2 separate regions of the Zea mays genome follow, and region 1 is linked to region 2. A link is a contact called in public Hi-C data. All regions are on one chromosome and are shown on one strand. The core of a region is the stretch at or near the end of the contact, and the rest is flanking DNA. Distances in the headings are between cores, read along the strand shown. Region 1 holds the start of LOC100280512. Region 2 holds the start of LOC100283934.

Region 1 (2,700 bases), core at 174-2,673, 650 kb before region 2:
AATTACTCAGTGTATTGAGTACAATCTTGATATCAATACAATGAAAAACAAAAAAGCAATAAGATAAGTGATACCGGCAGATATTTTGGTGGAGTTTGTCTTGAAGATCAATGAAGCTGTTGTATCTTGCTTCATCAAAAGTTACCCCTCTTAGGACAGCACAAACTATGTACGGTCTAATTTTTGAAGTCTGAAAAAACACCAAATCAAGGATTACACTGGAAGAAAATAAGAACATGAATATACCATTCTGGAGGATAAGATCAACATCAAAATTAGAAATACAACACTAATCCGTTAATATATAGCTTCTAGAATTAGTAATAACAGGCAAATATCAAAATCACAAATATGTTAATATCCTAACACTTAGCATCCGCTTCAAGCTATAATCGTTTTCACAACAATAATAAAACATTACAAAGAGGATGCACCAAAAAAATACATATTTTAATAGCATGAAAAATGCCAGTAGGGTATTGCTTCCGTTTTTCCTTCCAAAACTGACAGTTTCACACATCATTTTCCCATTATCCTGGAGACATAACATTCCATTTCCATATCCAAAAGTCGACTGATTCAAGTGCATAGCCATAACATACACTAAACAGTGCTGCTGTACAATTTTCTCTACTGCCTAGAGATGGAAAACTGAAGAAATCTAGTAGTTTCTTCTAGGATGTTATTTAAAATGCACTGCAAGTCCCAACAACATGACATTACCTCTGGTTTAACATGCATCTGAAGCATTGAACCCCGAGGGATTGATGAAACTTGGAATACAGGGCTTGCTTCAGTCCCAGTGAAAACACGAAGAGCTCTTGCTAGTCCTTCAAGACATAGCAAATCATATCTGCATGCATTGTTCCAAGTTTTTACCGGATTTCCAAAATCCTGCATACCTAGTACTCTAGTAACATCGATTCCTTGACGAAAACAAAATCTGCTGACCTGTTGGCGGCAACCTCTATCTTGTAGATGACCTCGTCATCTTCGTCCACCTCACTGTCGTCCTCGAGGTGCTTCTCCTTCCTGATAATAGCCTTCTCCGTCGTCTGCAGACGCAGACCCAAAACCCTCAAAATTCAGACAACGCCACTGCCAGCACAGCGGACGGGAGGGGCAATGGCGGAGAGATATGCTCACCACATCGTCCAGCTCGATGCCGAACTCGAAGCAGAGCGCCTCGAACTCCTCCTGTGCTGCAGCCAGTAGGATTGGTTACGAGCTGTTGCGGAGGGAAGAGCTGGGCTTTTGGGGAGGGACTGCGCAAAGGAAGTCAAACTTACTGTAGGTTCGACCAATGGCAGCCAAGAGACGATCCCGGCCGACGCTCACCGTCGGCATCCCGGCTGGGGCGGAGGAGACGGTCTGGGAGGCGGCGGCAGGAGGAAAAACCTAGCGGTGAGTCCGGAGCGACGGCAGCGGAGGCGTTGATGCTGAAGCTGGTGCCTTTGATGGGCCGAACAGCTAAAGGCCCAGACTTCACTTTGGGCCCGTTTGGTAGCTCGGGGCTCGTTGGCGGGGCGCCATACAGGGTGGAGGACTGGAGGAGGATGGCGTGCAGGCCTGCAGGGCTCGGGCGGCGCTGGCTGCTGTTGTTCTGCTTAGGGCGAGAAAAAAAAACTCGAGCTCGACGAGCTCGGGCTCGCAGCAGCTCAGCTCGGCTCGGTCCGGCTCGACGCATAGAACGAGCCCGAGCCGAGCCTGTTTTTGTGGCTCGTGAAAAGAGCGAGTCAGCTCGGCTCGGCTCGGTGCAGCTCGCGAGCTGGCTCGTGGCTCGTCCTAACAACAATTTGTTATATAAAATCTTAATTAACATATAATATTAGTAAGGAGTAGACAATTAATTTCTGTTATTTGATATTACTATAAAAAATAATCTATTTTCTATATTATATTAGTGATATATCTATTTTACTAATTTAAAATATGTTATTTAAAATATTTTTAAGATTTTATATTATAATTTATAGAGCAGATTTACGTTTATTGATAGGCCCGTTGGCTCGGCGAGCCGGCTCGCGAGCCCGGAGCGAGCCGAGCCGAGCCGCTTTCTCGAGCTCGCCAGATGGGCGAGCCGAGCCCGGCTCGTTACACGAGCAAGCTGCAGCGAGCCGAGCCGAGTCGAGCTCGGCTCGGCTCGTTTCCACCCCTAGTTCTGCTGCACTCTTCTGGCCCAACGGGGTAGATACTGTTGATAACTATAATCAGATCTGCTCACTACCCTCCTATCAGTATATTAGTCGTCAAAAGTTGTAGAAGATTCGTCTTCTTTCTCATAAGCACGATAGAAAAACACACGAGACACATAATATAAGATTGGGTCTCTGGCCTCTTTCTAATCTCTTCTCTCTTATAAAGAGGTACAGATTCATTTATATAGAGACGTCAGACCCCTCAGATGTATAATTAGTATTCGCCCATATAACCATACTATGGTTTCTTAACACTCCCCCTCGGGCAAATATCGCGACCAACACATGCCTTGTTAAAACTCTCAAAAACCTAGTAGAAAAAATATGGAGAAAAAACGCATGGTGACGTATATTGCATTTGCACTTTGTTGTCATTAAAAACCTCATGTGATAAACTTCAAGAAAACCCACCACAGAAAAAAGAGTACACCAATTATCATCAGGACAGATTTCGATCTTCTATATCTATATTCCATTGAATCTTCTATAAAGGCTAATTTTA
Region 2 (2,700 bases), core at 165-2,664:
TTAACCTATATACCAGCTTCCAATCGTTCATAGGAACCCTGGTCATTTGCTCACTCAATCAAGCTCAAATTGGCTCCAAAGTTCATTAGAGTTCACTGTAAGTCAAACTTCAGTGCCTGATCCGACTTACAACCTCACTTTTAGTCAATTTTTCTCCAATTTCTAAGTAGCTCTAGGGTTAGATCACTTAATCAAACTTGAACTACTAACATAGCTCTACAAGTTTGTTGTAATGACCCATGGCAAAATCTCCATGGATTAAAAGATACTAGGTCACAAACTTGGCCTAATGTCACTGATTTCAGAGTAAAGCCCTATGGGTGCTCTTGGGGCTTTTTGCAATTAACTCCACTTTGTTCCACAACACTTGAAAATCTTCCAATGTAAAAGTTGCTTAGTTTTTTATACTCTACCACTTTGATATATGCACTTTGGTCCAAAAGTGCATATAAATTGAAATCATCTCATAGAGCACAAATTAGGGTTTCTAGGGTTTTAATTAGGGTTTTTGAGTGTTCCATGGTTTATGTGCCACTCAATTTCACCATGTTTAGGCTCTTATGAACATTTCCACTAACCTTTGAGGTAATACTCAATTTGTTATCATACACACCCACATACCTCTATCCCTTGGCTAAGTACCCTATCCTAAGGTTAAGGATCACTTCAAGTCATCACCTCACAACTTGTTTTGAAGTTTTAGCCTAGTGGATGCACTCTAGGTGTAACATACATAATGACATGTCAATGCATATGATGTCATGCCCAAGTTTTAGTTCTTGTAACACCAGGGGTGTTACACCATGGAAAGTATCAATTGATCGTGTCGATACAGATCGGTGTAGTTCCACGATCGTATGGACTGTGTTGTTTGATCGTGTGGCCTAATCGATTGATTGTTGTTGGTGCAGGCGACCACCCGAGCCACCAACTCATTGATTTGTCTTCGATGTATCGTGTAAAATAAGAGATGCGACTATAGATGATATTGTTAACATTGTTTGTAGAGTTGAGTTTGAAATAAAGGATAAAATAGGGGAACTGGTTAAGAAATACTCATACAAGGGAATTCGAATCAGTTTGATTGGCACTGCAAGTTCTAACAGGAAAAAATAAAAAAAAGGGAAAAAAGGAAATCCCGTCGGCGGAAAGCCTTTGTAGTTAATTTGCGTTGCAACATATGAAAGTGTATATTGATTGTTAAAGAAAATACGACTCTGTAAGTATTCTGTATTAGATTTGACGAAATTTCCGTCGACCCTTTGGTACGTGGTTAACCTAACCATCTCCACACAAGCATTTCGTGGCCTGCCAAAACTCAATCTAACCCTATTTTCCTCCTAAATCCACGCTAACTAAAATTAACTAACTGCGACCTCACTACAAATGTTCCACTCTCCCTAGCTGGTCTCCCTCGCCCAAACAGCAGAGCAAGCTATGGCGCGCGCGCGTGACGCCGCCCTCCACCTCCTCCTCCTGGCAGCGGGCGCACTCCTACTTCTAGCCGTGGTGTCTCAGGCCACCGTGGTGCCGCCGAGCGTTCCGGCGGGCGCCCCCGAGGACCCGCGGTGCCGCGCGCTGGCGCCGCGGCGTGGCGCGCTGGCGGTGTACCCGAGCGACATGGAGCAACTGCAGTTCCTTCTCAACGCCAAGTTCGTGGAGGCGGAGTGGTTCCTGCACGCGGCGCTGGGACGTGGCGTGGACTTCCTGGACCGCAACCTGTCCGGCGGCGGGCCTCGGCCGTCCGGGGCCAGGAAGGCGGACCTGGACTTCCGCACAACCGAGGTCGCCGCCGAGCTCGGGTACCAGGAGGTGGGCCACATCCGCGCCATCAGGCAGGCCGTGGGCGGGTTCCCGCGGCCGCCCATCGACCTCGGCGCCGACCGCTTCGCCATGGTCATGGACGACGCCATGGGCGTCCGTCTGGACCCGCCGTTCGACCCGTACGCCGGGCCCGTCAACTTCCTGCTCGCCTCCTACGTGTTCCCGCACGTCACCGCCGCCGCCGCCATGGGCATCGGCCCCAGCCTCATGGGCTACGCCTCCAAGCGCCTCCAGGCGAGCATCCTGGCGGTGGAGGCCGGGCAGGACGCGGTGATCCGGCTGCTGCTGTACCAGCGCGCCGACGATGCCGTCCCACCGTACCAGGGCCACACCGTGGCCGACTTCACGCGCCGGATCTCCGACTGGCGCAACCGGATGTCCGGGTGCGGCGCCAAGGACGAAGGGGTCAAGGTGCTGGACCGGCGGCAGGGCGCCGAGCGCCGCACCATAAGCAACATCCTCGGCGCCGGCGAGGACTCGCTCGGGTTCCAACGCACGCCTGCGGAGGTGCTCCGCATCCTCTACGGCTCGCGCAACGAGCAGATCCCCGGTGGGTTCCTCCCCAGGGGTGCCAATGGAACCATCGCTAGAGGTTTCTTCCAGCTCGCGTAGATCAAAAGATACTAACAACATCCTAGTCTATCTTGAGACATCACAAGCTGATCGATGGTAGTACCAATCAACTTGAAATTAAAGGTCCAAGAAATGTGATAAAAAAACAGAAACCATTATTATTTTGAAACCTAAAATTGTATCACGTCGGCCTTTGTTGCCTCTCCTCTTCCGACACGACGGCTCTATCCAAGCAATATCTGCCGCGCGTGACGCTATCAGTACATTTGCGTTGAGAACTACGTTACCACGGATCACCAGATC

The links. A called contact is a pair of places that touch in the nucleus more often than the background predicts.
Region 1: a Hi-C map of tassel shows a contact between it and region 2, with 5 times the contacts expected there. The contact joins the promoter of LOC100280512 here to the promoter of LOC100283934 in region 2. A contact is called at or near these places in 8 of 25 Hi-C or Micro-C datasets (bundle sheath, ear, leaf and 2 more).

What each region holds. Positions count from the first base shown.
Region 1 is chr6:57,010,751-57,013,450 of Zm-B73-REFERENCE-NAM-5.0, reverse strand. It overlaps LOC100280512, which reads right to left and starts at 1,423. Exons shown (of 19, transcript NM_001153432.1): 1 at 1,290-1,423; 2 at 1,147-1,202; 3 at 952-1,055; 4 at 724-853; 5 at 75-190. The coding sequence starts at 1,347.
Region 2 is chr6:56,358,665-56,361,364 of Zm-B73-REFERENCE-NAM-5.0, reverse strand. LOC100283934 reads left to right here and starts at 1,414. Exons shown (of 1, transcript NM_001156832.1): 1 at 1,414-2,568. The coding sequence starts at 1,438. The coding sequence ends at 2,436.